7 separate regions of the Mus musculus genome follow, and all the other regions are linked to region 4. The links are chromatin contacts, called in public HiChIP or PLAC-seq and promoter capture Hi-C maps. All regions are on one chromosome and are shown on one strand. The core of a region is the stretch at or near the end of the contact, and the rest is flanking DNA. Distances in the headings are between cores, read along the strand shown. Region 1 holds the start of Gtse1 (G two S phase expressed protein 1). Region 2 holds the start of Trmu (tRNA 5-methylaminomethyl-2-thiouridylate methyltransferase). Region 3 overlaps Gramd4 (GRAM domain containing 4). Region 4 holds the start of Brd1 (bromodomain containing 1). Region 5 holds the start of Gramd4 (GRAM domain containing 4). Region 6 holds the start of Pkdrej (polycystin (PKD) family receptor for egg jelly). Region 7 overlaps Celsr1 (cadherin, EGF LAG seven-pass G-type receptor 1).

What was found. Promoter capture Hi-C pulls out the DNA fragments that hold promoters and counts their contacts. HiChIP or PLAC-seq counts read pairs in DNA pulled down with a chosen protein or histone mark.
Region 1: a contact with region 4 is called in an H3K4me3 HiChIP or PLAC-seq map of embryonic limb bud, with 10 times the contacts expected there. The contact joins the promoter of Gtse1 here to the promoter of Brd1 in region 4. A contact is called at or near these places in 1 of 39 promoter capture datasets (pre-B cells) and 3 of 115 datasets of contacts at active chromatin or transcription factors (embryonic limb bud and embryonic stem cells).
Region 2: a contact with region 4 is called in a promoter capture Hi-C map of stem cell-derived epiblast-like cells, with 5 times the contacts expected there. The contact joins the promoter of Trmu here to the promoter of Brd1 in region 4. A contact is called at or near these places in 6 of 39 promoter capture datasets (the 3T3-L1 cell line, hippocampal neurons, liver and 3 more) and 1 of 115 datasets of contacts at active chromatin or transcription factors (large pre-B cells).
Region 3: a contact with region 4 is called in a promoter capture Hi-C map of cranial neural crest. The contact joins the enhancer-like site here to the promoter of Brd1 in region 4. A contact is called at or near these places in 4 of 39 promoter capture datasets (3T3-L1-derived adipocytes, cranial neural crest, hippocampal neurons and 1 more) and 2 of 115 datasets of contacts at active chromatin or transcription factors (embryonic forebrain and large pre-B cells).
Region 5: a promoter capture Hi-C map of cranial neural crest shows a contact between it and region 4. The contact joins the promoter of Gramd4 here to the promoter of Brd1 in region 4. A contact is called at or near these places in 4 of 39 promoter capture datasets (the 3T3-L1 cell line, cranial neural crest, hippocampal neurons and 1 more) and 2 of 115 datasets of contacts at active chromatin or transcription factors (large pre-B cells and stem cell-derived neural progenitor cells).
Region 6: a promoter capture Hi-C map of pre-B cells shows a contact between it and region 4. The contact joins the promoter of Pkdrej here to the promoter of Brd1 in region 4. A contact is called at or near these places in 3 of 39 promoter capture datasets (cranial neural crest, hippocampal neurons and pre-B cells) and 1 of 484 Hi-C or Micro-C datasets (B cells).
Region 7: a contact with region 4 is called in a promoter capture Hi-C map of hippocampal neurons, with 3 times the contacts expected there. The contact joins the enhancer-like site here to the promoter of Brd1 in region 4. A contact is called at or near these places in 5 of 39 promoter capture datasets (the 3T3-L1 cell line, embryonic stem cells, hippocampal neurons and 2 more) and 2 of 115 datasets of contacts at active chromatin or transcription factors (both in embryonic stem cells).

The regions. Positions count from the first base shown.
Region 1 is chr15:85,858,228-85,861,217 of GRCm38.p6, reverse strand. It overlaps Gtse1 (G two S phase expressed protein 1), which reads right to left and starts at 1,511. Exons shown (of 12, transcript NM_001168672.1): 1 at 1,424-1,511; 2 at 1,123-1,214. The coding sequence starts at 1,147. It overlaps Ttc38 (tetratricopeptide repeat domain 38), which reads right to left. Exons shown (of 14, transcript NM_001033337.4): 14 at 2,396-2,990.
Region 2 is chr15:85,878,021-85,880,720 of GRCm38.p6, reverse strand. It overlaps Trmu (tRNA 5-methylaminomethyl-2-thiouridylate methyltransferase), which reads right to left and starts at 1,394. Exons shown (of 11, transcript NM_028063.2): 1 at 1,263-1,394. The coding sequence starts at 1,344.
Region 3 is chr15:86,109,231-86,111,980 of GRCm38.p6, reverse strand. The region is part of intron 3 of Gramd4 (GRAM domain containing 4); the gene reads right to left. Among named protein-coding and RNA genes, the nearest start is that of Gm15722, 19 kb to the right of the region's middle. Within about 2 kb of position 1,475, at least 61 of the 459 cell types and tissues checked have an H3K27ac peak or open chromatin away from gene starts, as enhancers often do. A contact at or near this core is called in pre-B cells, where this site is marked.
Region 4 is chr15:88,732,777-88,735,476 of GRCm38.p6, reverse strand. It overlaps Brd1 (bromodomain containing 1), which reads left to right and starts at 1,258. Exons shown (of 13, transcript NM_001033274.3): 1 at 1,258-1,548. It overlaps Gm41377 (a long non-coding RNA gene), which reads right to left and starts at 1,356. Exons shown (of 3, transcript XR_875560.2): 1 at 1-1,356.
Region 5 is chr15:86,057,361-86,060,260 of GRCm38.p6, reverse strand. It overlaps Gramd4 (GRAM domain containing 4), which reads right to left and starts at 1,499. Exons shown (of 19, transcript NM_001379572.1): 1 at 1,300-1,499. The coding sequence starts at 1,328. It overlaps Gm41375 (a long non-coding RNA gene), which reads left to right and starts at 1,645. Exons shown (of 3, transcript XR_875536.2): 1 at 1,645-1,869.
Region 6 is chr15:85,820,308-85,823,294 of GRCm38.p6, reverse strand. It overlaps Pkdrej (polycystin (PKD) family receptor for egg jelly), which reads left to right and starts at 1,562. Exons shown (of 1, transcript NM_011105.2): 1 at 1,562-2,987. The coding sequence starts at 1,562.
Region 7 is chr15:85,999,662-86,002,361 of GRCm38.p6, reverse strand. All of the region lies in intron 1 of Celsr1 (cadherin, EGF LAG seven-pass G-type receptor 1), which reads left to right. Among named protein-coding and RNA genes, the nearest start is that of Celsr1, 33 kb to the left of the region's middle. Within about 2 kb of position 1,416, at least 61 of the 459 cell types and tissues checked have an H3K27ac peak or open chromatin away from gene starts, as enhancers often do. A contact at or near this core is called in hippocampal neurons, where this site is marked.

The DNA of each region.
Region 1 (2,990 bases), core at 262-2,761, 2.9 Mb after region 4:
TAAGGATGCACGTTACAGCCTGGTTAAGTTGCATTCTAAACCTTTATGTTTATGCTCATAAATTACTGGACTGGGCTGCCAGCCTAGGTCATTAGAGGTGCTTCTTATAATGGGCATCACTGTGTTAAGCAGTCTCCTAAGGTGTCAAAGAGGATACATAACCTGATAGGGTGCAAAGGCCCAGTGCTCAGCCCTAAAAGGGAGAAAATAATTGTAAACCCACATCAACCCTCTAAGACTCAGGGGAGCAAAGTTACTTCCCACCACATCTGATGACCTGAGTTCAAGCCCTGGGACCCTCAGGTGCTTGCACACCTTGGTTACCACCCCCAAACACACACATACACATACACACACACACACACACACACACACACACAAACCAAGTCATCGTAAAGATTCCTCCTCCCCTCTTTTAGACAGGGTTTCACTGTGTAGGTTTACAAAGAGAACTAACTGTTCTGGAACTCACTCTGTCGACCAGGCTAGGCTAGCCTTGAAATAAAACTCAAGAGATCTGCCTGCCTCTGCAGTTGGGGCATTAAAGGCGTGTGCAGCCACCACGTAGCAAGTCTTGCTTTTCAAAGAATTTGCCAGCACTCAGAAGGCTTCCGAAGGTGGCTCTCGATGAATTCAAGGCCAGCCTGGACTACAGAGTGAGTTCCGGGTTACAAAGTGAGGGCTCAAAAAAACAAGCAAGAAAGGAAAAGCAAACAAAGTAAGTCAGTGGAGGAGAAAAGAATGAACCACAGGGGAATGGGTGGAGTGAGGGACTCTGCGCTCAGTGCAAGAGAAAGCTGTTGCCATTTTGATAGCACAGCAACTGTGATTAACCACAGGAGACCCTCACAAGATTAAGACCCCCACTTAAAGCCCTTCTGGAAGTGGGGGGAGGCCCCTCTTAAGATTACATAAGTGGTTTTAAAAAGTGGGTGGGGATGTTGTAGGGGCTTCTTTGGTGGTGGAGCTATGAATTGCTAATGTCCTTGTAAGTAACTTCAGTTAAATTTATTTGCTTATCAATCCAGACTTCGTTTCTTTGATCTGTTGTAGCCCTCTCTATTTTGTTTGGGGTGAAAAGGAATACACTCCAGAACAGCCTTACGAACAGAAAGGACTTACCTTCTTTTTTACTACCAGCATCCATCTTCACCTCTCTCTCCACTGGTTGGCCGAAGGCACGTCGCGGCCGTCTCCTCCTTCCACAGAGTTCGCTGCAGGAAGCAAGGGGACGGGAGAATTAGGCAAGTCAGAGGCAAGCCCCAACTTGCTCCCGGTTTCCCAGACTGTGCGCCCCGAGGCGGGGTAACGGATTTCCGGCTCTGAGCTGCAGAGCTGGCACCGCAGCCCGTCCTCCCCGGATCTCTGCGGCTCGGGACCCGGTTCCCCACTCTCCGGGACCAGCGCTACGACCACTCCTTACCCCTCGCCTCTGACCGGGAAGGCATAAAATCCAGCTGGGTCTCCGGCACCGGTTTAAACGCGGCGCCCGGCTCCGCCGGCCGCCGATTGGCCTGTTTAAACAGGAGACGCTCTCGGTGCAGCCTGGGAAATGTAGTCAGAGTGCTGATGTACAAGACCAATGCCCAAGACTCCAAGCCACGGATTGGCTCCGCTGGGCGCAGGAAACTCCCACCGGAAGTTCCCATGACTCTCCTCCTCCGGAGACACAGAAAGGATTTAAGCGTTCCGCCTGTGGCTGTGCTAGCAAAAGGGACCGAGGCGGTGATGGTGGGGCATAGGAGATGGTCAGGCAGCTAGGAAGGAATTTGTCCCGACTCTCTCCGGTGCTTGTCCTGGTATCTCCAGTATTTCTCATGCGTCCGGGTACTCTCTGCAGCCTAAGGCCTCTCTCCTGTACTCTGGTGTGCAGGCCCTCCCTTTTCCCTCAAATGCAGAAGAGTGACAGAGCCGGTCTTAGCACTTCTTTGCTGCCAATATGTTAGATGCCTTTGGATAGCAATGAGCAGGAAACTGGCTTCAAGGTCTGTTGGTTCAAGGAAGTCCAGGGTTGGCCTGGATAGCCATCAAGAAGGCCATCAAGTCTGGATGTCGTCTCTACACATCGGCCAGGTCTGGCTCACTAGTAGGCAAGCTGGCTTCGTCGGACCCAAGGTTCCCACCGGCTGGGGATGGTGACCGGTTCTGTGTATCTGGAATTTTAAGGGCCAGGCTTTTCTGATTCACACCGGGGGCGGGAGGGGGGGGCGCAAGACCACGGTGGCAGTCACATCTGTGGTCCAAGCCTTTAGCTCCTGTGCATGAAATCCCTGCATCCCTGGGGCTATCCACTGGGCAGTAAAGTTCACCAACACTTCTCTTTGTATCATATCAGGTCATAGTAGATGTTCAGGAAAGCATACCCATAGTAACTCACTGCTATTTACATTTTCTCTTGGCTTTAAAAATATTTTTATTTTATTTTTTTTGCCGACGTGTGCGTATGTACAGGTATGCAAGTGCCTACAGAGGCCAGAAGAGAGTGTCAGGTCCCTTGAGGCTAGATTTACAGGCTCTACGTGGGCGCTAGGTACTGATCTCTGGTCATCTGGAAGAACGGCAAGTGCTCAGCCATGGAGCCATCTCTCCAGACGCATACACATTTCCCTTTAAGATCAGTCGCCTGTCCCTGGCAGATGCATGCCTTCTTTCATGAAAGCCTACACATACCAGCTTTTACAGACAAGGCATTCAATGGAAGCCATTGAATACCAGAGATCACAGCACAAAGTGGTTCAATAGCAAGGGCAAGTGCCAAGGGCTATGGGGCAAAGAGAAGGCACTGTCACCAGCCCACAGGCAGGGTGGAAGGCTTTCTGAAAGAGACAGAGAGCAAGACTCCGCTTCTGGCTGAATCATGTATTATTTGGAATCATATACATAATGAGGACTAATGAGGAGGTTCCCCCTTGGCACCTGTCCCCAGGCTCCCTGATATGGAGACAGTACCTCTTCAAATCCTATGGCGATTACACAATTTCTTGACTTGC
Region 2 (2,700 bases), core at 145-2,644, 2.9 Mb after region 4:
AGAGCCTTTGTTTTGGCTAGGTTCCCACTGTTATGATAAACACCACGATCAACAGCATCTTGGAGAGGAAAGGATTTATTTGGCCCTAAAGGTCACAGTCTACCATCAGGGGAAGCTGGGGCAGGAACTCAGGTCAGGAACCTGAAGGCAGAATTGAATCATAGGTTATAAAAGAATACTGCTTATGGGCTTGTTTCTTTGGCCTGCTCAGCCTGTTTTCTTATAAAACCTAGGACCACCTGCCCAGAGATAGCATTACTCCTAATGGAACGAGGCTTCCTACACCAATTATTAAGAGAAGGCCCCACTGACTAGCCTACAGGCCAGGGTGATGACAGTTTCTCAGCTGAGGTTCCCTCCTACCAGAGGACCCTAACATGTCACATAGTTTTAATGTGACATAAAAACTAGGCAGCAGTTGATCTCCCTTTAGTAGTAAAAGATAAATCTGTAAGAATGATGCCAACCTTTGCCACTTCCCAAAGCATCTAGTTACACAGTTCTCATTGGAAACCTTCAAAGACTCACACTGCCTACTCAACATTACCCCAAATTCCTTAATACCGTCAGCTTCACTAACCCCACTATATCCTATTCTGGCCGGCACTCTCTCCTCTGCCTCCTGCCTGTGTTACTGCAGCCAGTTCTTTGTAGAGAAATGCTTCCCTCTTCCTTTCTCACCATAGTACACACCTGTATCCTGTGGCTCTTTTACTCTGTCATAACAGCTGTGATTATAAAAGAATCGCTCCTGCTTTCCGATATATCTCACATTGTATAGCTAACCCTTTCAATACATACTGTGCCATTTAATCATTCCAGTCATCCCATATTACGGGTCATCCCATTTTTACTGGGGGGTGCTTAGTTAACTTGCCCAAGCCCAGGCTCCTGGCCCCGCGCCTCTGCACCCCGCGTGCCCCGGGGAAGATGATCCACGGCTGAGGGGGACTCCATTAAAAGCCGCCAAGGTGAATGCGGAGAGGTTGACACAAGGTGGGGCCACACAGCAGGAGGAATGTACACCGGTCGTTGGAATCAGATCCGAACCCTAAGGACCCATGAGGCTACATCTACAAGTCAGGAAGAACTGGTAGCTGTTCGGAGTGAAGTTTGTCATCCAACGAAGGAGAACACTGGAGTGATTTTGTCATTAGAGTTGGCGGTGTCCTCGCCTGGAGGCCCGCGGAGTCTGCAAAAGGCCAGGCCTCAGACCTGGAGGAGCCCAAGCTCCTGTCCCCAGTGAGGAACCCTGGCCTCACCTCTCCGCCGCAACAGCAGCGCCGCCACCGCGCTGTCCACACCGCCAGACAGGGCGCACACGACGTGCCGCAGCGCCGACATCAGGCTACACCGCGAGCTTTCTGGCTGCGTCCAAGCTACGCCGGAAGTCCCAGCCTCCGGGGGACGGGGGGGACGGGGGGGGGGGGCGTCCTCACTCTTCACCCGGCGGGAAACGTGCTCCGCTCACCCAGTGTTCTGCAGGCTTTTGGGTTCCGCGCGGCGGATCGGCCGAGGAGCACTAGGTGGCAGCATGTCCCAGATAGGCCAGCGATGAGTTGGTCGGGTCCGGCTTCTTAGCCACCACTCGCTGCCCTTGCGACGTTTTCTTCTGTGCTCAGCTGGCGCTCCTGGGTCAGCTGCACCAGGAACAGCCTCCGCTCGGGCTTGAGGTCTCAAAGGCGTTCCTGGGCACACACAAGGTCGAGATGCTGTGTCGGCCGCTGGCTCCTCCTGTTTACCCGCTGGAGGGACAGGGCTGTCAACACGTTCTCATTGGATTCTAGATGCTTGCGGGCCTGGCGGGTGCAGAGCCAGTGGAGGACAAAGCATAGTGGACCGTTGCTCAGTAAGGCTTTGCTAGCAGCTCAGTCAACGGGTTGGAGTAGGGGATGGGAGCGTAGTTAACCAGACCCAGACAGTAGCTGGGAAGGATGGGCCACGGAAGACTGGGAGAGTTTGGAGTCGCACCTGTTCATCCTGGTGCCTGTGATTTAAGAGTGTTTGTTTCGTGGGCCATTCTTGGAGGACGAACGAGCACTCTGCGGGGATCAGCTCTAACGAGTGGATGCTTTGGGGACCTCAGGCTGGAGCTGTGGCTCTTCCTGAATTGATTGTGGGGGGCCTCGCACATGACAGATGTTGAGTGGCTGCTGGAAGAAAATAGATACGAGTCCTGGGACAGAAAGAGAGAGAGAGAGAGAGAGAGAAGAGAGAGAGAGAGAGAGAGAGAGAGAGAGAGAGAGAGAGAGAGAGAGAGAGACAAAAGGGCAGGGGGTCATGTCTGTGGAGTGTTCTAGCCTTGAGGACCAGGACCTCCCTTCTTGGGTATGGGCATTTAGTATAGCAAATCTCACTTTTCCTACCAGAACCTATGATAGGGCCAACCACAAAGTAGCAGAAACCAGACAAACCTATGTTAGAATTTTTGTCTACTTGACACAAGCTAGGGGTGGGGGGACATCAATTGAGAAAATGCTTCCATTAGATTGGCCCTTAGACAAGTCTGTGAGATTTGTTGATTGATGTGAGAGCCACACCAGTGCAGGTGATCTTGGGTTGTAAAAGAAGGCAAACTAATCAAGCCATGCGGAGCAAGCCAGTAAGCAGTGTTCCTCCATGGCCTCTGCTTCAGTTCCTGTCAAAATTCCGTCTCTAACTTTCCTTCAGGTTGGTCTGTGATTCGGATGTGCAAACCAC
Region 3 (2,750 bases), core at 226-2,725, 2.6 Mb after region 4:
GAGGCAGAGGCAGAGGCAGAGGCAGGTGGATTTCTGAGTTTGAGGCCAGCCTGGTCTACAGAGTGAGTTCCAGGACATGGTGTCTGTTCACAGCAGTAAAACCCTAACTAAGACACTATCTTATGGTTTTAAAAGGTCCAGAGATCAAACAGGTGTTCTGGGCTTGACAGAATAGATGTGTTAATGGGCCAGTTTTATTTGGAGGCTGGTGGGAAGACTGGGTATACAGCATCCTTTCCAGCATCTAGAGGAACATGCTTTGCTTGGCTGGTGACTCCCAAAGAACAATAACTACATGCTGACCTACCTCCATCCTTCCCAACTCCATCTGACCCACCAGCCTCCTCCATCTGACCCACCAGCCTCCTCCTTGAGATTGCTTTGCACCCATAGATAATCTTGGATCTTCTCACCTCAGGCTGACAACTCTGTCACATCTGCCAAGGAATGGTCACATGCATAGGTTCCAGGGATTAAGGGGATAAACATTCTTGGGGAAATTGAGATTCTACCTACCATGTTTTCCCCTGAGATAATAATAACAGACAAGGTAAAGGAGCCCCCTCCCCCAGACAGAGGCCCACAGAGGACTTTCTAGCCTCACGGCTCCCATGAGCATCACAAAACAAGAAGCCCTCCTCTGATGGGCATATTGGCCTTCCTGGGTACAGAGACCCCACCCCCACCTCAGCTGGTAGGGTTCTCCCCTCCCACTTCACTCTCTTATCACCTCCAATTATGTCCCCCAACACAGAAGCAGGACTCCCCATCAACCCACTGAGGCAGCCCAAGCAATGAATGCTTACATAGACTTCCTCAAAACCCAGTAGTTTTTTGAAAAAGGAACCAATGAACAGTCCATTGCCAGAGGCAACAGGTGTGCCATCCTATAATATGCTCACACAAGCCTTAGCTGCGCAGCAGAAAGACACCTGCTCTCCTGTGCCCTCAGTCTGAGGACAGAGACAGATACAAGCTCAGAGCCCTGTTTCCACACGGGGTTTCTTACAGGCTCAGTCAAGCGAGGAGGCCATCTGGGGCCTGTGTGTGTCTAAGTTACAAGTGAGGATTTAGGCAAAAGCCCTAGCCTAGCCCGTTAGACCACAGAGCCAATACTGCAGAGCTATGAAGCTATGTATCACATGCCACTAATGGTGTGGCACAGCTCCTAAGCCAGGGTTTTTACAAGGCCCAGTGCCAGCCATAACTGACTCTAGGCACTCAGCTGGCCTGGTTACACAGCAGGGATGGCCACAGAGCCCCTGTAGAAGGCCAGAGGGGTGGGGATGTCCACTGAAGATGAGTTGGTCCCCGAAACTAAGTCTCCAGGGTGTACCTCGAAAGAAAAGTTCGATATCACAATTTAGAAGCTCCATTCAAGGCTGCTGCTCACACGACACCCATGTTGTCACTGTGTTATTATTCATTTAAGCAGACCAGCAAACCAACTACGAGGAAGATAAGTGAGATGACTCAGGTGCACAGCAGCACCAGAGGGAGCCAAGACAGTCCCCGAGGGACAAGGTCTACCCCCTCCCTACCCACAAAGGAGCTGTTGAGGCAGCAAAATGAATGTGGTGGAGAGAAAGCCAGGGGGGATATTTCTGTGTCTAGGTATACCTTACATCTGCATAGGTCTGAGAATACTAGGTCACCTATGAGAGTGACCTTGGGGCACCTTAAGAAGAAAGAGATTCTGGTCCTTATACCCAAACCCCATTTGGAGACTGCCAGATAGCTCCAAAGCAAAGAGGCAAAAGGAACTCGAGAGCGGGAGCCCCTGAAGCCAGAGGGACCTGGTACAGCAAAGGATTCCTCACAGAACACACATGGCAGAAGCTGTGGGAGACTGGTACAGTTAGGCCACCTGCTCACCCACCTGCTCCAGGCTTTAGCTTCTCCAAGGTTCTGGAAGGTGAAGGGCAGGTAATTCATGGACCCTCGATCCCCAAGACACCCATTCCTCCCTCCTCAGTACGATGATTCAGGGGGCGCAGAGGAGATAATTCAGCCCACAGGCATGGTCTGCCCAGGCAGCGCAGCCTCCATGGCTCCCGGCCCACAGGGAAAGAAAACAACTTCAAAGCTATTTTTAAATTTGTAAAAGCAGATCTCTCAAGCAGGAATCCCTTTGGCACAAGATGCAACAGGCCTAGCCAGAGGGGGAGGGGGGCAGAATCAAATGATAAGCTTTAAATAAAATTTCTCCCCACCCAGCTAGAGCACATACACACACAGAAGCCACCGGGAGGGGAAAAGAAAGCTGTCCCCGGCCAGGCTGGGCTGCACAACTGGGCACCTGAACAGGTTTTTACCAGGCCAGTTTCCCTTCCTGTTATCCTTAAGGATCTTTCTAAAAGACAATGCCTTGCTCTCCCCAGTGTACTGAGTTCAGGGTATCTGTTCACCTTCATCCCTAGGGAAGGGCACGGTGTGATGCTCCTCCCTGGCCACTCCACTCAAAGGGTGCTGTCCCCTCCATGTCCCCCCACAGCCTGTGTGTGCTCTCCTAGGGCTCACTTATCGCCATGTTATCCACTGCTCTGCACAGAAGTGACATTTACAGCATGATGAACTGTCAACACCAGGCTGAATGCTCCTCACAATCAGGTAGCGGGCGGCCAAGTTCTGGACGTTCAGCATTCTAATATGACAGGCTGCGGCTTGGGCTTGGTATTCTGGGTTTAGGAAGTCAGTTATGGGATGAGGGCGGTGTCCTGAGATTTGTGTGCAAATAGATAGACAGACAG
Region 4 (2,700 bases), core at 9-2,508:
AAGGACAAAGTAGACGGAACAAGCTGGAGAGTAAGACCAGTGTCCCTAAGCACCAACCCAAAGGGCCCTGATTTCAAAATCTTCAAGCCTTTTACAGCAGAGGTTCTCAGCCTGTGGGTCACAACCCTTTTGGTCCTGCATATCAGATATTTACATTCATAACAGTATTGAAAATTATAGTTATAAAGTAGAAGTGAAAGAATTTGATGGCTGGAGGCCATCACAGCATTGATCAGCAGCAATAGGACTGTTGAGAACCACTGCTGTAAGTGTTACCAGCTCCTTGGTAGGGATGTCAATGCTTAAATACTTCTATGAGTACAATGCTTATAAGAGGAAGGCCTAAGTCATGGGTGGTGGGCCATGCCTTTAGGGAGGCCGATCTCTGACTACATAGTGAGTTACAGTCAGAATTACATAGTGAGAGTCTGTCTCAAAACAACAAAACCAAAAATCAGGCAACCAAACAATCAAACCACCACCACCAAAGTAAGTAAGAAAGGTAGACAGACAGACAGAAAGAAAGAAAAGAAGAGGAAAGCCTGAGTTGGAGGCATGCCCCCAGACCTGGCTGCCCATAGTTTGAGATTGCTACTACTTGTCCCAGTCACTAGTCATCCTCAAGTCCTTTCCATACCCTCCTCTACCCAACCACTGACCTCGTGCCCTTGTTAATGCCTTTCTAGTGCCACCTTAGGGTTCCCCAGTCCTAGCCATTTATTCCTCAAATAAATCCACCCTTGTTTGGTGATCCCCTCCATCACGGCCCTCATTTCCATTCCCTCCTAACTCATCCTCCGTGAACCACGCTGGTCACCAGACACTATCAGAACCCCACTTCCCCCCCTTAGGATGCATCTCTTGATTCTCTCAAAATACCACTCCCTTGGAAAGCAAGCACTCTCAGGAAACTCCACCTGGCTCTCTAGGGTCAGCATTCTTGCTCTACTCAGTGCCATTGACCCCATAGTAAACACCATTCATCTGGTTACCCTTCTCTTACAGCAGCAGTCCTTCATCCTCAGGAACCCTAGCCTGTCTCCCCCAGAATTCTCCTCCTAGTCACCCCACTTTTGTAGCACTCCTCCCCCATCCGGATCCCCACCCTAACACCCTTCCTGGTCACCCCACTCTCTCCTTCGCGTCCCGCCCCGCCCCCTTATCCCGGCTTGGCGCGGCGCGCGTCGTGGCGGCGGCGGGCGGGGCGCGTCTCGCACGCAGCGCGCCGGGCGGAGCGCTCGCCGCATTGTTTGCTTCGCTGGGGAGCGAGCAGCGCCTCGGCAGGCGTCCGAGCAGCTCCGCGTCCGCGTCCTCCGCCCGGCCGGGCCCCGAGCCGGCCTCAGCCGGCCGTGCCGGCGCCGCCGACCCCGCCCGAGCCGCGGCGCCCTGCGGGCCCGGAGCCGCTGGCCGAGCGCGCCCCGGAGCCCGGCGGGGCACGGCTGCGCGGCCGTTGGCGGAGGAGCCGCGGCGCCATTAGCGCCGCCTCGGCCGCGCCGGCCTCCGCGCCCGCCCGCCCGCCGGGCTCCCGCGGCCGCGGCGCCCCCGAAGGTGAGTGTCTGACGGTCGCCGTTCGCCGCCCGCCTCGCCGGCCGGGGCGGAGGTGCAGGCGCCATGTTTGGAGGCGGCAGCGGCGGCTCCGCATTGTCCGCGGGCGGGGAGGCCGGAGAGTCGGGGCGGCGAGGCCCCGAGGCCGTGAGGCCTGGCGGGCGCGGGAGCCGGAGGGACCGAGAAGGCCGGGCGGACGTGCGCCGCCGTGAGCCGGCGCGGCCGGGGACGCCGGAGATCGGTGCCGGCGGCTCGCCCAAGAGGCCGGGTTCGGGAGGCGAGGCCGCGGCGAGATCGCGGAGGCGGAGGCCGCAGCCGGGTGGGGGCGGAGAGGGACACGGAGGCCGCGGCGGGGTCGGGGAGACAGAGGAGTAGAAGGAGGCCGCCGCGGCGCGGGAGGCGCGGCCAAGAGAATGGAGCGATCGGCAGGGCTCAGTAGGCGGGGAGGCCGCCGGGCCGGGCGGGCGGGCTCTGGGCAGCTCGGCTGTCTGGGCGGCTGGGGCGGCCGAGGGGCCGGGCGTCGGACAGCGGAGGAGGCGGAAGGCCTGGGGTCTCGTGGCGTCTGCCCACGTCCTCGCCCGTAGCCTTGGCGGTGCGGAGCGGGTCGCATTATGTAACAGATCGGTCCGATCTATTTTGCCAAGACAGGAAACTCCCTTGAAGAGGGACGGGCTCGGAAGATTTCCTAAGTGGAGCGGGGCCTGGTATCTCCGGAGCAAGCCCGCAGCTCCGCCACAACTCCGTGGATGAGTGCAGGAAACGCCGAGAAACGAGCGCGCGTGCGCGGCTTTCTTGGGCCTTTAGGAGAGAAGCAACTTTCCTGTGCGCTTAATTTGCAGAAAACGCAGCTCCTCATGGTGCCCTGCAGTTGTGACACACTTACACACACCTAGGAAACGGCCCCCCTTCATGGAGGACATTCACTTCACCCAGCTGCGACTGTTTTAGAGTATCTGTCATCTGGTAACAAGTAGTTACAGAATTTCCCTATTACTTAGTTACTGTTTTATCACTTGTTGGGTCGCGTGCACTGTCCTGAGTCTGTGTTTTTCTCTCCGGATGGTCACCTTAGAGTAAGGTGTGTCTCTTTCCTGTGTGCTTTTACGGTGAGGGGTGGAAGCTAGGAAGAGTTTAAATGGCTTGTCCGCAAACCGG
Region 5 (2,900 bases), core at 250-2,749, 2.7 Mb after region 4:
GCACTCTGACTGGACTGGGCTGTGTATCCCCAAATGGGCCTGGGAACAGGTTGGGCAGAATGAGAGAAGATTCTTCCGATCTCTGCAGGGCCACTAAGCCACCTGAGAGGCACAGGGTGGATGGCCTTGCCTGACTCCTCACCTAGAGTGTGTCTGGCTGCCGTGGAACCCACACCATCTTGTTAACTCTTATCTTGTCATTAGTCACCCACTGATAAGGAAACTGAGGCAGGGCTGGTTTTGTGACAGTGCCTTGCCCGATCTCACAGAACAGGTATCCGAGATAAACTAACTTCCAACTGTCCTTTATTTCAAACCCTACAGAGCCTGGACCATGACCCCTCCTTCTGAACCTGGCCCTAAAGCAAGCTCCTACCTGGCTGGGGTTCAGCGAAATTGAGGATTGGGGGGGGGAGTGCGTTAAGACTCAGCACCTTTAATTTTGTCCCTAATCTACACAAGGCAAGGCAGGAAGGGAACCCACTCTGAACAAGGTCCCCCCAAACTGAATCTCTCTTATCTCTGAAAATGGGAAGTTCCAAAGAGTACAAGGTTCTGCCTCTGGCCCTAGAAGCCTGCTTCTTACCCTGGCCACGGGTAGGAAGGCCACAGGGGAACCAACATCCAGACTAGTCAGTCCCTCTCCACCCTTCAGAGGTGCTGGTCCCGCTCTGGACAGATGAAGTCTTAGGTTAGGGACTGCCACACAGCACCCCACCTTAACGGTTGTATAAACACATAGGCCTAAGCTCCAGCCCAGGTGCCAACTGTCCCCAGAATCCCATAGGCTAATTCCAAATGAAAGGAAAAGATATAACAGAGAGCAGGGTGTGGAAAGGGAGCAAGCGTCCACAACTTTTCCCCGGGTCATCTGTTGGGCCACACCGGCCTGGACAGCCCTCCTCCTTTTCAGTCCTCCCCCACCACCAAGAGAGTGGGTCAGTAGGACGACATTTGCTGTGCCCTCATCCTGACCCCCCCGCTAGCGGCCTAGGCATGGTGACCCATCTAATGACTCCCCCACATCATAGTTTGGGCCCTGCGTCCCATCGACGTCTGCCTCTCGCCCACCAGGACCCTGACCCGCACAGCGCCCGTGGTACGCGCGAGGGGCGGCCGTGACGCGCGCCCCGGGAGCGTGTGTGCGGGGGCGCGCCCGCGCTGCTCCCCGAAGGGAGGGTCGCTGCTGTGGGCCACCGAGTGAGAGTGTGGGCACACGGGGTCGCGGCCCGGCAGCTAGGACAGAGCGTGGCCAGCGTCGCCCAGGTCCGTGTGGGAGTCCGCGTGCGCGCCGCTTACCCTGCGGGATGATCGGGGCCAACTCTCATCCACCCGCCGCCGCGGCGCCCCCCTGGCCGGCCACCCGGCCGCGCTGCACCTGCCGCCCTCCCGGGAGCCCAGCGGCGCCGGGGAGCGGGGACTACGCGGCCCCGCGGGTGCCGGCCACGAGCGCGGAGGCGGCGCCGCGTCGCGCGCTCACGTCCTGCTGCGCGGAGTCTGCGCGCCCCCCGACCGGGCCTGCGCAAGCCGCCGCCCCGCTCCGCCCCCTCGCCTCCCCGCCCTCCCTGCCCGGTGTGTGCGCGCGCGCGCGCCCGATCACGCGGCGCCGCCTTTGTTTGGGTGACCCACGTGGGTCCTCGCCGCGCGTGCCCACGCGCACGCGTGGCCGCCTGCCAGTCGCAGCCACGGGCACAACCGAGCACAAGGATACACTCCACTGTCACCTCTCTCCCGGCGAACTGGCTTGACGGTTACTGCCAAATGGAGACCCGCGCTTGGTGTAGAAATACTTGTCCTGGCACCGCCAGGCTGGACTCAGAGCACAGCTCCACACTGGGAAAAGGACATGGAACCTCCACCTGGAGGGCAGTGAGCAACTCCTCCCTTCTCTCCCACTCAGTACCTAACCAGGAATGCCACATACCTTTAAATGTCACCGTAGCGATAGGAAGCCTACTTTAGCTCTAGTACTATCTTAAAGGAAAAGAGATCCTCCAGGAGTCACTTCCCCCGTTTTGACTCGCCTTTCAAAAACCAGGGTTGACAAGGACCCAGAAAGATAACTAATGAACCTGGTAAAAGACCACACCCTCCAGAACCCCAGGCCCTAGCCTGGTTGGAGGACTGACCTGCAGCACCGTATGGGGTCTGACCTAGGAGGTCCACTGTAGGGTACGAGGGTGACTGTAGCAAACTCAGCATCAGCAAGTGGAGACAGCACATTAGACCTGTGACCACATGACCCGCTTGCACTGCGGGGCTTTGACGACCTCACCTCCAACCCTCTCAATCCAGAACTGTCCCCCACCTTATTATGTCTCAAGCACCCCAGGAGATTTGAGGAATGCTGAAGGACTCTGAAGCTTTCTGGGGGGTGGGGTGGGTGGGGGCAGGATTCAGGCCCCCTTTTGTCCTCCAGCATTGCCTACCTTCCAGACAGGCCTTTGTCCCAGGGTCTGGGGCTGGCATCCAGAGAGGCTCCTGTAGGTGAGCTCTCTCTCTCTCTGAATGCAGAGTGAGAAGCAATGCCCATGTGTAGCACAACATGAGGTCTGTCCAATGGCTCTTGGCTGGCAGTGTGAGATGCCAGGCTAAGCTGCCTGCAGGGCTTGGTCTTGGCAAGATGAGAGCTACTTTGGGCAGGAACCTCCTCTGAGTCACCTTTGTGCGGCATCCCAGCCCAATGCCACACCAATCTCGCTGGTTCCTCCTACCCCTGGCTTTCCCTGCTTCCTCTCTGTCCTACAGCAAAACCGGACTCTGGTCGTCGCCCCACCCCCACCGCCCCCTGCAAGCACAAGTGCTACTTTCCTGCCTCCAGGATTGCCTAGACCATATCCTCCCTGGGGCGCGGAGGAGGGGGGAGCCTCTCCACTCTGGCCCTACCCAACCTTCCAAGC
Region 6 (2,987 bases), core at 313-2,812, 2.9 Mb after region 4:
TTTCTTTTTATTTATTTATTTATTTATTTATTCTATGTATGAGTACACTGGTGTGTCAGACACACCAGAAGAGGGCATCAGATCCCATTACAGATGGTTGTGAGCCACCATGTGGTTGCTGGGAATTGAACTCAGGACCTCTGGAAGAACAGAGGTCATCTCTCCAGCGCCACAAGAGTTCTACATGAACTCCAAATGCTTGCAACTAACAACACCCTTTGGAATATACGGGTACAAACAAAATACTAGGAGAATTAGAAATATTTTAAAGGAAAGATGGCCAAAAATACAATAAGCGTGTAGGATGTACTTAAATACTGTATAGTAGGGACTTTATAGTTTTAAACACAGTAGGAGAAGGAAGAAGTAAGAAGAAGAGGAAGAGGAGGAAGAAGAGGAGGAAGAAGAGGAGGAAGAAGAGGAGGAAGAGGAGGAGGAGGAGGAGGAGGAGGAGGAGGACTAGGACGAAAGGCTCCATCTTTGAGCCAAAATGTCAAGTTAGGAAACTAGAGCCTCGGCTGCAGCTCAGGGGTATGGCCATCATTCCTGGAGACCCAAGGTTTGATCTTCAGTAACTTCTCCCTTTTAAACTACACAGTTCTTTTTAGCTAGGTTCGTTCTTTTTAGCTAGGTTAGGTAGTACACACTTGTGATCTACCACCTAAGAGGCTGAAGCTGAAGAATCTCCAGTTGACACAGTCTAAAACAAACAAATAAACAAACAAACAAACAAACAAATAAGCAAACAATACATTTAAAAGTGAAGGAAAGGGAAAAAACAAACCAAACCAATAACAACCAACCCAAACCTAACCAACAACCCCACCTCCACGCCCCCTTTCCCCAAACAACCAAGTGTCAGATATCCCTGCACTGGTCTGAGGGGGCTGGCAAGGCCCTCCAGACTTCATTATTTTGGAACCGGTTTTCCCGTGGGAGAGGAATTTCTGCTAAGAAGTTTTCTTGGTGTGTCCAGTTTTAAAAAGAAGAAAAGAAGGGGGTGGGGCGGCAGAGCACGGGATTAAACTCATTTAGCAAGGCCTGATCCTGGAGTAGATCCATCAGTATGGGAAGAAAGAGGTGGTTGGAAACAGTCTTGAGCCCCTCTGCCGCCTAGTGTATAGTGACCTACCTTGCACCTACCTTCCTGGAGATGCTGCTGTCCTTAGCATGTCCTTCTTGGTCCTGAGAATCTCCACTTCTCTGGAAACCCATTGTTCTGTGACTTCCCACGTTCTCCTTGTGTGTGGTTCTCCTTGGTCCTGAGATCCTTGATGACCCTGAGAGCCCACTGTTCCTGGGAACTCACTGCCCTTTGGGACCCACCGCCCCTGGGAACATACTGTCCCTTAAACTCACTAGCCCTGGGAACCCCACTGTCCCTGAGAGTGTACTGTCCCCGAGAGAACCCACACCTCGGGTGAACCGCCTTATTCCGGAGTGGCGGAGCACGCTGCCCCTGCCCCGCGGCGAGCTGCGCGCCCATCCCCTCCCGGTACGCTCGCTCGCGGCCCAGCCCAGCGTCACGGCCGTTGCGCCCGGCAGCTCCTGGCGGGGAGTCATGTGGCCGGGCCCCGCGCTGCTGCTCCTGGGCCTGGGCCTGGGTCTAGGCAGCCAGCCGCCACCCACCGGCCCTCGCGGGCTGCCGGGCGTGCTCAGGGGCGCCCCGGGGTTGGGGCAGGGCGCGGAGAGCAGCGTCCGGGGCGGTGACACCGGGGGCCTGTCCCCGCGTGCAGCCCCGCGCCACGCCAGCCCTACGCCGCCCCGTAGGTGTCCCTCGGGCGCAGCTGCACGCGTCCTCCTGAAAGTCAACTCTTCGGACCCCGCAGCCGCCAAGGCTAACGTGTCCTGCCAGACGGCCCCCTGTATCATGCAGCCAGTGAAGATCAACAGGAAGGACCAGAACGCTCCCCTTATCCTGAGCAGAGACGAGGAAGCCACCCTCAATATCACTGTGCGTTGGTACTGTCCTGATGCCTTGGTCATTCGCAAGAGCTGGGTGTACTTTTCGGTGGCCTCTGTGAACGACACCCCTGATTGGAACCGACCTGTGCTCTTGCCGCAGGTGGCAGTGTCTAAGGGTTTCTCCCTCCACATCCCCAAATATGCCCTGCCTTACGGGGTGTATGTGTTTAACTTTACGCTGTCCATCTTCAGGTGGGACCTCGCCTGGCCCACGGTGACAGGCTCGGATATCATCTACATTTGGGTTAGAAAACGCCCCCTGAAGGCTGTTCTTCTTGGAGCCCCCAGAGTAACCGTGAAGTTCTCCGATGAACTGATTCTGAATGGAAGCATGTCCTACGACCCAGAGGCAGACATCCCCACATGGGGACTCCAGTTTTTTTGGTATTGTACCACAAATCCAAGATACTATAGTGGCAACTATGTATTAGTGATCAACCAGGCTGTCTGCCACCCAGAGCAGGATTCACTGAACTGGCCTTGGGCAGTGGGCTCTGTACTAACCATTCCACCAAAAACTCTTAGGGGCAATGGTGTGTATTACTTCAGAATGGTGGTACAGAAGCAAAACAGAACTGCATTTTCTGATAAAACTGTACACGTGCTCCAGGGGCTTCAGCCCAAGGCACACATTTCCTGCATTGAAAATTGTGGCCCCACGTTAGGTGTGTCAGATAGATTTTCTCTGTTTCTGAACTGCCCAAGTTGTGGCCGCCAGGATTTGTATAGCTGGTCCATTTTGTCTCTAACGGGCCATGAAGTGATGTTTGACTGGGCAGGGCAAGCAATCACCAGGAGGAATGGACCTTATTTGTCCATAAAAGCTTTTGCCTTTAGGAATTTTTTGGAAAATAGGGTTTGGGTTTCCCTGATTCTGAAATCTTGGAGTGGTATGACCACGACCTTGAGACATCCCGTTGTCATTAACCATGGCCCTCGAGTTGGCAAATGCAAGATAAATCCAGCTAGTGGGATTTCCATGGTTACTAAATTTGCTGTTGAATGTAGTGATTTTAAGGATG
Region 7 (2,700 bases), core at 167-2,666, 2.7 Mb after region 4:
CTCCAACTCCAGGGGGATCAAACACCTCTGGCTTCTGGGGTTTTTTTTTGGGGGGGGGTTGTTCTCAAGATAGGGTTTCTCTGTATAGGCCTAGCTGTCCTGGAACTCACTCTGTAGACCAGGCTGGCTTCGAAATCAGAGATATGCCTGCCACTGCCTCCTGAGTGCTGGGATAAAAGGCATAGACTACCACCACTTGGCAGCACACCGGGCTTTTAAAAAGTGGGTTTAGGGATTTGAACTCAGGTTCTCATGATTACATGGCAAGTTTAACGGACTGAGCCATGTCCCCAGCTCTCCCGTTATTTTCTCCGTGTCCTTGTATTTTTATAATTGTGGAGATCACATGGGGTCCAGAATGCTGTTGCCTTCCACTGGGAGATTTCTGTCAAATTATAGCAAGTGACAAGTATTCTAGTGAGTCAGGGTTATTGACATCTGTAGGGACTGGTCCCTTGTCGTCGACATCTTGATCCCTTTTATCATCTTGATGCAGACTTAGATATAACTAGCAAGAGGGAATCTATTGATTCCCACCCTGGTCTACATAGTGAGTTCCAAGATAGTCAGGGCTACATAGTGAGACCCTGTCTCGAGGAAGAAAATCAAACCAACCAAACAAACAAAAGGTAGCTGAGCCTGAGTCTGGAAGCATGCCAGTAAGCAGTGCTCCTCCAAGGTCTCTGATTGCATCCCCCTACCGCCCCCACTCCCTTGGTTTCCCTTGAAGATAAACTGTCTTCTACAAGCCAAAGTCGCTCTCTCTTCTCTGAGTTGCTTTTGGTCAGTGTTTATCACCGCAACAGAAAGCAAACTAGCACCCTGCAGTTCCTAGCAACGGCCAACAAATATAAGTTCTAGCATGGGCTCTGGCCAGGGTGCTTTCTGCTTCATTGGCCCTAGGTGTGTACTCCTCTGTGGGTGACTGCCATCCTGAAAGTCCCCCTGCCTGCTCCTTCCCTTTCCTCACAAACCATATTGCACACAGGTCAGTGGCAGATGTAACCAGCGCCGGTTATGGCGTCCACAAAAATATGGTCTAACCTCTAGAAATTTCCAACCTGGTTTTGAATAGAGTCTTCCCACACACATGTGCTGAGGATAGGAACACAGTAGATTGGGCTTGCTGAATTGCTTAAAAGGACAGCCCATAGCCATTGAACTGGGCTGGGGCCTAAGTACTTTCTCCAGCCTCAACTGCTGATGCAGTTGGGAGGGGTTGCTGGGAGCGTCAGGACCGCAGCACAGCACAGGCCTGGGAAACTGAGCTAGTCACCAAGGCTCATTTTGAACAAGCAAGGATTAAGGCTGCTGAGATCCAGACACTGGAAGCTATATCATTTGTCCCAGTGAGCTATGTCACTGCTTGCAGATGCCAGAGCCTCTCTTTTTTTGGCACTCATCATGGGGCATAAAGCACCAGGAGAGGCTCTGTCTCAGGTTGCTATGGTAGCGAGCATGGCATGGTTGCTCTGCCTAGCACTCTCATGACTTGGCTGCCAGGCTGAAGTGTCCCGCCTTGAGATTAGTAACTAATTATCCTTCTGCCTGGGAGACCCCAGGGTAGATTGGCTTGCTCAGGCACATGTTGTGCTGAAGCAGATCTAGATCTTTTCGTCAGCATCCCCAGGTGCCCTCTTATTGAAAGTATGAAAGAACTCCATACCAGAGCACTATAGAGCGGTCCCCAGTGCTAAGCCCTCCTCCTGGATGGAGCCTGTGGTCTCCTTGAAATGTCACAGGCAGGTTCAGGAGCCAGGGCTGTGCCCACCCCTGCCTTTTCTTCCTGATACATGAGATGTGCTAGAAAAGAGATGAGCCCCTCAGAGGAAGACTGTGAACTTGGTACCGTCACAGATGTCATCAGCACTGGTCTTCCTTAGACCAGACCCTGAACCCACAGTGAAGCCTCTAATGGTAGTTACTTTTGGTGTGTCATATACCTGGGTACTCACGCGAGAAGATGGCTCCTGTTCCCTGTGACCACTGTGTCGTATTCTCCCTGAACAGGTGCCAGTGGCCAGCAGACTGCTTATATGAGGGATCCCCAGGACTTCCCACAGTGTACATAGGAAGAGAAGGAGGAGAGTAGGGTCAATGACCTTGCCTGGTAGAAGAGATTTTGTTTAAACCAGTGGTTCTCACCCTAGGGGTTGTGATCCCTTTGGCAAACCTCTATGTCCAAAAATATTTACGATTCATAACAGTAGCAAAACTATAGTTATGAACTAGCAAAAAAGTAACATTATGGTTGGGGGGAGGGTGACGGCAGCATGAGGAAACTGTAGTAAAGGGTGGGGCATTTGGAGGGTTGAGAGGCACTAGGTTTAGACTCTGATGGCCAGCTTTTGACAACCTGACACAAACGGGTCACCTGGGAAGGGGGACCCTCAGCTGAAGAATTGCCGGAATGAAATTTGCCTGTGAGGCATTTTCTTAATTGCTAGTTGATGTGGGAGGGCTCAGCCCACCAAGGATGGTGCCACCCCCTAGGCAGGTGGGCCTGGGCTTTATAAGAAAGCAGGCTGAGCAAGCCTTAGGGCAAGAGCCAGTAAGGAGTCTCTGTTTCAGTACCTGCTGGGTTTCCTGTCCTGATTTCCTTTGTTGATGGACTGTGGGTGCAAATCAGCGTGTAAGCCAGGTAATGCCTCCCCCCCCCCCCCCCCGCCTCTTTTAAATTGTTTTTAGTCCGTGTTTTAT